2 separate regions of the Mus musculus genome follow, and region 1 is linked to region 2. The links are chromatin contacts, called in public HiChIP or PLAC-seq maps. All regions are on one chromosome and are shown on one strand. The core of a region is the stretch at or near the end of the contact, and the rest is flanking DNA. Distances in the headings are between cores, read along the strand shown. Region 1 has its middle 3.6 kb from the start of C330026H20Rik. Region 2 overlaps Entpd1 (ectonucleoside triphosphate diphosphohydrolase 1).

Region 1 (5,002 bases), core at 2,103-4,602, 330 kb after region 2:
TGAAATAGTGTCCAGTCTCAATGAGAGACCTGTCTCAAAAAATACAGTGATAGAGGAAGCCATCTGATGTTGACTTCTGCTGTGTATATGTGTGTGCATGCACGTGTGTGTGTATACGTGTGTACACCTGTGAGTGTGTATTATATGTGTGTATATATAAAACAGTCTTCACATCAGCCATATAAGGTAGACAACCCACATACATTTAAAAGAAATAAGTTGTGCATGTGTGCTTGTGTGTGTGTACCTGTGTGTGCATGCACATGTGCGTGTGTTTCAATGCATGCACACATTGTTGTGTTTTATAAAAAAGAAAGGAAGAGCCAGGATTTGTTTGGTAGAGGCACAGTATGGTGAGGTGGAAGGGGGGTGCCTCTGCGGGCCCACACTGAGGTGCCAGTCATAGGAAGCATATAGACTAGAGTTTATTTAGGACATGGGGAGGGGAGTTGAGGGGGTAGAGGCAAAGGGAGAGGGGTGGTGGTGGGCGGAACAAGTGGAGAGGGTGGGGGAAGAGGAATGAGGAGAGGACAGGATAGGAGACTAAGAGTGAGAAGTGGGCAAACAGCCCCTTTTATAGTGAGTCAGGCCTAGAAGGAAAGCTAACACACACACACACACACACACACACACACACACACACACACACACACACACACGAGGCAGAGAACGCTTTGGAGCAAAGGTTAGCAACCAAAAACACAGGAAGAAGAGCGCATTTTGTTACTGTCGTCAGGTCCAAAGGAAACTCTAATTCCTCAAGCTTGAAAAAGCAGTCCAGCTATCCACAAATGAGCTCAACCTGCACGATAAGGATTTCTGGCACATAGATAAAAGCCAGCATTCCTCAGGAACATTTGAAACCGGTTCCCATCCACCAAAAGGAGGCGTTTCCCTTACCTCTAGCAGGAGCAGGGACACCTGTGGCAACTATTACCATAACAAAGCTCATGCTGGCTTCCAGGCTCCCTCCGTATCAGCCACACCTGTTACACACCTCAGAGTCCATCCTAATCCTTCTCCCCTCCCCTAACCCCCCCCAGTTCCTGGGCTTCCCTCTTCTCAGCTACTCACTCTCTCCTTAGCCCTGCCCTCCTCCATAAGCTCTGCTCCCACTGCGTTTTCTCTAGTCTCCACTCCCTGCTGCTCTCCCTCTATTGCAGATAGCCCTGGCCATGTCCTGTTTGCTTCCAACGTTCCGTCCACTTCTTTCTCTCTCTCTAAGCTGGACTCTTCCAGATGTGTCCAGCGGTTCTCTCATATCAACAATAAAGGCTTTCCCCAAATAAGTCCTACAAGACACAAAAACCCCACAAAATATTCAACAAAAATAATCTTAACAAACGCAAGAAGTGACACCCACACACCCAGGGAAGGCAAGCCAAAAATCCCACTACAGTGTCATTTTCTACATGTTACGTTATGCAGAAACCCCAGCAGCTGCTAACCGTGGAAGGAAACGAATCTGTCTGGCGGTGGATAACTGTCAGCTGATATTTTCCTCAAAGAGCAGTGAGCAGATCATCAACGTCTATAAAAATTAAACAAATCCCAGCACGGCCAGGGCTACACAAAGAAACCCTGCCTTGGAAAACAATACAAGAAAAAAGAAAAATAAATAAATAAATAAATAAATAGGCACCTGGAGAAGATTTAAGAAAATTTCCTGTCACCAAGATGTCAGGAAAATGGTGGAGCCTGGACTTGAACCTCCTGTTATTTGTGTGATCCAGAGATGGATGATCAGGAAGCAAGAGGAGCCCCTACCTACACAGACAAGCCTTCCATTAGAGTTCCTTAAGTGTTGGCATTTCTTCTAGGCTCTGCCGCACAGTTACCTGGCAACAGTCAGGTGTGCCTGATTCACTATAAAAGGGGCTGCTTGCCCCCTCCTCTCTCCTCTTTCTCCCTTCCTCTCTTTCCTCTCTGTCCCTTCTCTCTCCATCTCCCCCCCCCCCCATATGCTCATGGCTGGCCTCCCTCCTCCTTCTCCTCCTCCTCTTCCTCCTCCTCCTTCTTCCTCCTTCTCTCTCTCTCTCTCTCTCTCTCTCTCTCTTTCTCTCTCTCTCTCTCTGTATCATCTACCCCTTCAACTCCTTTCCTCATTACCTAAATAAACTCTCTTCTATACTATACAGTCCTGTGGCTGGTCCCTGGGGGGGGGGGGCGGGGGGGGAAGGGATGCCCCTTCCCTCACACAATACCTTGCCTCTACCATACATATCCCTGGCTTCTTTTTTTATAAAACACAGCAATGAGTACAAGTAACATCATTAACATTTTAAGTGACAGAATTTAAAGAGCAGTTTCATAGTTTATAGCAGAATTAAGAGGGAAGTAAGGAGATGTTGTACATTTACCAAGACACACAGACTCTTCCCATTACCAAAGCCCCCATGAAAGCACTGGGTTGCTGAGCAGGCGAACCCGCAGAGACATATCAAAGCCCACTGCCTGCACTAGGGTCCACTTGTGTTGCACACATGTTGTTCCACAGATTTGAACAAATGTTTAATCACCATTCTGCCTATCCCATAGCACAATGCCTTTAATTTTCAAAGTCAGGTAGAGGGAAGTGTTTGCTATGCATGTTGTATGTGTGAGGCTTTGCAGCTGGAAGAGAAAATATCTTACCCACGCTTGCCCAGCTGCTAAAGCCAGGAGGAACACTAGGGCAAGCTCCTTTTCCTACAGAGTGGACACTCCCAAGCCTTATGTGGCATCTGGAATCCCCAAAGCTCTACAGGACCTGACACCTGAGTTACAGGATACCATGTGTACATTAAGGACTCGGGAGACAGCTCAGTTGATGGTCTTGCAGGTAGGGGGACCCGAGTTAGAGTCCCACAACACATAAAATGTGCTTCTAATTCCAGTGTTGGGTAATGATACAGACCCAGCCTACTCCACTTGGTAAAGTATGAGCAAGAGAGTGATGAGATTTGAAGCTTGCCCTATGGCTTCCACACAAAAGCACACACAAAAGCACACACACACACACACACACACACACACACACACACACACACACAAACATGTTGGCCAAATTGATGCCAGGTGAAAGCCACTAAAATACATTATACACATGTATGAAATTTTCAACTTATTTTTTCTAAAGCCTAGTGTCAGCCTTTGCAAGTAAAATGGATAATTTCTGCACACGGGAAAACACAAACAGACCGTGAGTCAGGGAACATAAAAACAAAAAAGGGGGTGCTGGAACCCCCTAAAGTCATTTCATCACTGTGTAAGTCACCAGATTTTTTTGCCTTCAGGCTCACAACCTGGAAGCCTTTTAAGGTGGAAATGCTGACCCCAAGTGGTGACAAGTAGAACTTCAACTCTGGCTAGTTCAGGAAGCCACTATGCTACTTTGCAAGTTAAAGCATGCAGTTGGCACGTCTGATGGATTCGGTTTGCTGCATCTCTCCTGGGTATATGACTGAATTTTCTCCCAAGAACCTGGCATCTGCGCTCTACCCTACAATCTAAGACCAGGCTGGTGCTGCTAATGAAGCCCCTTTTCTGCATTGCCCTTGTCTTCAGTGTGTGCTCGTGTGTGCCCGTGTGTGTGTGCCTGTGTGCGTATGATTGTGTGTGTGTGTGTGTGTCCGTGTATTTGTGTACATAGAGGCACGTGGATGGGTGGACCTGAGTACTCACAAGCTCATGTGTCATTAACCTTAGCGGAAGCGCACAGAGAAAATATGAGCTTCCCTCTTTTGTCTCTAGAGGGCGCTGCTTTTCTTTTTTATCCTCCACCTTGTCATTCCATCCCAGTCTAATGATTACAACCAATCCATTCAGTGACTTCCCTTTTCTGCTTGAGTGACTCCAGGAGATATGACATTCTTCAGATTTCTACCCCAGTGTGGAACCTGGATATGAGACATAGGAGCTATCTGTCCTTACGACACCATGTCCTACAGGCCATCTGACACTTTCTTCTGATGTCCTGCCACCTGTTACCTGGTGAGATCTTGGTGGTGCAAATCTAAAGACCTAGCAGTTAAGAGCAGTTCCTTCTGGGTCTCCATCATACTAGACTTCTATTAAGGAGGTCAAAGCAGATTTCCATCTCAGCTGTACTCCACAAACGTTCTACAGCACCGTTTTCCCTCCCACTCCCTCTCCTTCCCTCCCTCTCTTCCCTCCCCTCCCCATCTCCATCTCTCCCTCTCCCACTGTTCCCAGTCTGGCCTCTTCCTCTCCCCTCTCCTCTCTTTTCTGTCCTTCTCTGCTCCCCTTTCTCTGTCTCTACTCTTTTCCTGGTCCCTGCTCCCCTCCCTGGCTCCCTTCCCCCAATAAACTTCCCTTTGTACTAGGCTTGTCACTGTGGCTTGATTGCTGGGAGACACTTTGACAGGGGCCACTGAGGTACCCGCTGTCTTACTCTGTGTTTCATAAATCCCAGCAGTGAGGACTTCAGGAGTTAGTCAGTTCATAAGAGTGGAGCCCTTAGGAATGAGACTAGTGCCCTTATTAGAGACAGAGAGGGGCTGGCTGAGATGAATCAAGCCAGGAGAGAGACCTGCATTCAATCCCTGGGACCCATGTAAAGATGGAGTGAGAGAACAGACTTAAGGAAGGTGTTCTATGTCCTCCACATGTTACACTCATGTGAACACACACACACACACACACACACACACACACACACAAGAATGAAGCAATCTCTCCCCCATGCGGGATCTCAAGGGAGAATCTAGCTCAGTGGTTCTCAACCTTCCTAATGCTGCAACCCTTTAATACAGTTCCTCATGTCGTGGTGACCCCCAGCCATAACAGTATTTTGGCTGCTGCTTCATGACTGTAATTTCGCTACTGTTCGGAATCACAATGTAAATATCTGTGTTTTCCAATGGTTTTAGATAGTCCCTGTGAAAGGGTCATTCTAGTCCCAAAAGGGTCACAACCCGCAGGTTGAGAGCCACTGATCTAGTGGGATGAGGGCCATCTGGAAACGAAAAGCTGGCCCCTCACCGGGGATAATTTCCTGGCA
Region 2 (4,876 bases), core at 2,342-4,841:
AAGCTAGAACATTCTGTCTTTTTCCAAGTTACATTCCCTTTCCCATCATCAGAACTAGTTTTTCTCTCTGCGCTGTAGAGAGCCTCCGCCATATGTAAATTCCTTTCCGAAGGATGAGGCCCTCAGATACTTGAAATGATGCTGTCTTGGGTCTTCCACAAGTGCCATTCCCTAGCTTCAAGAAGCCTAAAACTTAATTCTTCCCTTGAGCACTTGGATGCGTTTTGAATATGAAATACCCCCCCCTTCAGGTGAGGGGCTGTTGGCTTCCAACCTAGGAGCTTTGAGAAGTAATTGAGTTCTAACCAAATGGTTAATCTCTTGTTGGACTCCTGATATTGTGGCATTATTTGGGGACAGTGAGAAGAGGTGGTAGGAGCCTTGTTGTGAGATGGCTCACTGTGGCCATGTCCTTGGGTATTCTATCTCGACTTGCTTCTTCTCTTATATTCCTCTCTTGACTCCCTTGCCCGCCGGCCACCATGAGGTGGATACCTCCCTACATGCTCCTGTTGCCAGGATGTTCTGCCCCGGCTCAAAGCCAAATAGTCATGTGATCCCTTTGAAACTGAACCAGAGACAAATCTTCCCTCCTTGGAGTTGTGTTTGGCTGTTGGTCACCATGGTGGTACCTGACTCCCACAGAAGCTCTAAAGTGGATGGAAGCCTTTGGGGAGCTTCAGATCACCCCCTGCTGCAAAGGTCATGCTTGGTGTGCACCTACATCTCAATGCAGCTTTGCCTTGAAAGAAGGCCTTGAACAGGTCGGTGTAATTGTTCTCTCCTGTGGTTTAACCTGGGAACTTTCACATATAGCTTCTTTCCTATTCTTTCACATGCTTTCCAAATTAGAGGTGTGTGTGTGTGTGTGTGTGTGTGTGTGTGATCCTTGTTGGCTACTGCTTTTGTTTTTTGTTTTTTGTTTTTTGTTTTGTTTTTTTCTTTTGAGTCTTTTTTCCAATTAAATCACAAGTGAAAGCGCCAAGTTGATTTGAAAATTGGAAAAAAAATCTTGTTAGCGTAAAATGCATAAATAAAACTATCAGGTATCTATTTGAGAATAAAACCACACTATAAATAGGCACGTCCCAGACATCATATTAAACACTCAGTATAATATGTCATTTTATTTGCTCTTTACAACAGCCTTTTGACATGAGAGCCATTGTTACACCCATTTCATAGATTTGGAATTAAGGCCAGTGTCATATAACTAGGAGGATGGAGGGTGTGATCAAACCTAGTACTCCAGCCCAGTTTGTGCTGTAACATGGAAAAGCCAAGCTCCTCCCCCTCACATGCTATGCTAATGGTAGCTGACAGTTCTGATCTGGCCTAATGAGACATCTTATGTGTTTCCCTTCTTTAGCAGACCACGATAAAGGTAAAATCACTTATTTTATAGATCCACATTGACTCTTGAATGTTACTTTTTATGGCCCTTTATATGTCAACAAATCCATGGACCCTATGCCTGATACTGAGCACAGGTCAGGCAATCAGGTATCTTTAGGTCAGAGCCAATACAGCTGTGAATGAGGACGTGAGTGATCTGGGAAAGTGCTCTGACTTCAGTACTTTTTAGAACTGTTTATCGCCGGACTAAACTCTCCATGGGCTTTTGGTGTTTGCTCTCTGTATTTTTTCCCTTCTTTGTTGTTAGTGTTCTCAATAGAATATTTATAGCCATGAATTGTGCCTGAAACTCTTTGCATATGCGAGAGAGTATGAGGAAGTTGCCCTGGGCATTTCAGATTATAATGTCCAAGGGACAGGAACAAAGCCATGCTTGGTCCAGGCCATGACTGCTTGTATTCAAAGGCTTTTGAGCTAAGGTGTGGGGTCCAGCTACAGGCTCATCTGGGAATTACTGTCTTGGTTTGTGTCCAAGTTATTGGGGCAGAGGAATTGTTCTCACGGATTCTGGAAACTGAATTCAGACTCTAGGGGGACTTAGTGAACAGAAACCAGTGGGAGAAGTCACCCTACCGATTTCATACGCATTTAAGGTTAAGCTCTGGGTCCGAGGGTGGGATTGAAAGATGGGCAGGGACCTGGGTAACCAGACAGAATGTTGGTTGTATATCCCATTGTATGCTGGGCAATGGACTGAGATAAGGAAGTTTTCTTGGATCCTTCCAAAAGAGAGATAAATCCCAAGACATTTAGCACAGGCACGTGAGCAACTGGTTTCAGATGCCTTCTGCCTAATGGAAGAAAATCTATCATAGATTCCAGGAATTAGATGGGACTTATCCTTAGAGGACAAACTTACTCTGTCTTCTGTAGGACAGGGAAGAGCTGGCTAAGACAAGATGAAAGACAGATGGCTGATGGGAATTCTGTGAGTTGGAGCTGCTTGCCTTCTTGAGGTCTTGGTCCCTCCTGTTTTTTAGTCACTCACTTTAGAATATGCTGGTCTGACCTGATGATAGCCTGATAATCTGAAGAGCTGTGGAGGATGAATGCTAATTGGTGGCCTTCTCTAACCTGCTAATCCCAAAGCAAGAGGTCCATATGGAGCGTTTCCATCACACGAGGGCATCCCTCATCACACAAGAGCATCCTTCATCACACAGGGCATCCCTCATCACACAAGAGCATTTCTCATTGCACAAGAGCATTCCCTCATCACACAGGGCATCCCTCATCACACAAGGCATCCCTCATCACACAAGAGCATCCTTCATCACACAGGGCATCCCTCATCACACAAGAGCATTTCTCATTGCACAAGAGCATTCCCTCACTACACAGGGCATCCCTCATTGCTAGGTGGTGTCTCTTGCCTAGAATCCCAGTACTTAAGATGCTGAGACAGGAGGCTGGTGAGGACAAGACCAGCCAGGAGAGGGAAGAGTAGGATGGTACCAAGTCTACAACCTGAGGTCACTCCCTGGGATCCATGTGGTAGAAGGAGAAAATGGACTTTGCAAAAGTTATCATGCAGTCTCCATACTGGTGCCAACATGCAACACATAAAACACTAACTAACTAACTAACTAACTAGATCAGTATAATTTTTTAAAAAACCAACAAAAACTCTAGACTGGGCTACATGATGAGGTCCTGCTATGAGCAAGTGAACCTTGTGATTCAGGGTCTGTTTCTTCATTTTGCATGACTTACTGAGTGCAGAACTGAACCCTCCTCAGTTCCTGGTCTGTCTCCTTTTAGTTTCTGCTTTATTATGTAGACTGTCTCCTTTTTGTTTCACTTTCAAAGTCAGATATTGACAAACTGTGCAGGTCTTGCAGGGTGTGGCAAGATCCAGAGACCATGTCATAGAAGGAAGAACTTGTCAAAAGAGGTAGTAAGACATGGATGTGGCTGCTGTTAACAAGGAAGCGCTAAGTAAAAATTACCACTTTGTTTCTGGTCATTCAGAAAGTTTTAACTATTTAAAGAGCTGCTCATATGACCTTAGGGGTAGGGGTGGGGTGGGATGGGGTGGGGCAGGGGTGGGGTGGGGCGGGGGTCGGGGTGGGGGTGGGAAAGGGAAATCAATCTAATGCTGGAGAGCCACTGAGGGAAGTTCTTTGTTGGTGACAGGAGGGTAGGTGATGGTGAGCAAGGAAGATGTGAAGAGAGGCAGCCACGCCCATGTCTCCTCAGTGACTCCACCGGTCTGTTCATCTCCTCTTTGTTCTCCTTCCACTTTGTTGTTTCTCCATTTCCCAACAGCCTTTCCATTCTTTTAGCAAGTTCTGAATGGATTAGCTAGAATTCTAAGGCTGCTTTTCAACCCCTGGTCTCCCGGACCGCAAATGTTCTTCCGAGGTGGTAGTTATTTTGGAGGTGAAGTCTCTGGGCAGACGCCTAGGATAAGCACTCGGAGGTGGAAGTAGATGTTTGGTTGACTTGATACTCAGTCCCATATGGGCTGGCCATGCTCCTCTGCTTCAGCCTTAGGATTCGCATGCCTACAGGGTGTGTGTGTGTGTGTGTGTGTGTGTGTGTGTGTGTGTGTGTGTGTGTGTATGAACACTGTGTCTTACACACATACATTTTCTGAGGCTGTCAAGATGATCAAAATGTGATGTTTTATGAATATTTCTGCTCTCATCACATTTCCATTCCCTGGACCTGCTTTTACCTTGAAAATGCCCTGATTCACAATGATCAGTAGAATAATGGTCACCATTTACTGTGTGGGAAGCATAAACAGAGACTTTGTCTATGATTTCCCAAGGTGATTCATGCTGAATTCACATGAGACTCCAGCATTGTCTCTGGCCAGCACATCAAAGAAAACGGGCAAAATTGTCCCTGGAGTTGAGAGCAAACACGCAGTCTTTGCTATTTCCTTTCTGTAGGCTGACTCCTCCCTCAGGTCTGGCATGAGTGACACGTATGTTGCAGCTTGCTGCAATCCATTTTTTCCCCCAGGCTTTCTTTTGCATGTCCCATATTAGCTATAGAGCAATCCAACAGTCCAGTTTTTAGATTATATCTTCTATTTTAGGACTTGACATTAGTCCCAGAAAATTCAACTAAGTGTTGTTGAACTTCTTAGTTCATAGGTATTCAGAAAAAAACAATACCCATTTATATTTTTCCTGGCATTTTGGTGGTAGGGAAAAAAATGTTTGAATTTATTTTAAGGACAAATCACATGGCAAAAAGAATAACAAACACTTGTGGTTGCATTGGGAACCCGCTTTCGAGATAGTCCTGATTGTGGTAGGGAGGAACAGATGTGGAGATCTTTACAAAAAGATAGCTTTCTAGTGAACTGTTTTCTTGTCTGATTCTGATTACCATATCCTGCCTTCCTGAGGGAGGAATGGAGTTGGATACTTTAGATAACGAAACACATGTTTATTTTTCAAAAAGGAAAAAAAGTGGTAATTTGATTGTTTAGTGTCATAGACGA

Evidence for each region. HiChIP or PLAC-seq counts read pairs in DNA pulled down with a chosen protein or histone mark.
Region 1: an H3K4me3 HiChIP or PLAC-seq map of bone marrow-derived macrophages shows a contact between it and region 2, with 3 times the contacts expected there. The contact joins two enhancer-like sites. A contact is called at or near these places in 1 of 115 datasets of contacts at active chromatin or transcription factors (bone marrow-derived macrophages) and 1 of 9 other capture datasets (embryonic stem cells).

Annotation. Positions count from the first base shown.
Region 1 is chr19:41,012,804-41,017,805 of GRCm38.p6, forward strand. No RefSeq gene overlaps it. Among named protein-coding and RNA genes, the nearest start is that of C330026H20Rik, 3.6 kb to the left of the region's middle. Within about 2 kb of position 3,353, at least 61 of the 459 cell types and tissues checked have an H3K27ac peak or open chromatin away from gene starts, as enhancers often do. A contact at or near this core is called in bone marrow-derived macrophages, where this site is marked.
Region 2 is chr19:40,681,065-40,685,940 of GRCm38.p6, forward strand. All of the region lies in intron 1 of Entpd1 (ectonucleoside triphosphate diphosphohydrolase 1), which reads left to right. Among named protein-coding and RNA genes, the nearest start is that of Entpd1, 24 kb to the left of the region's middle. Within about 2 kb of position 3,592, at least 81 of the 459 cell types and tissues checked have an H3K27ac peak or open chromatin away from gene starts, as enhancers often do. A contact at or near this core is called in bone marrow-derived macrophages, where this site is marked.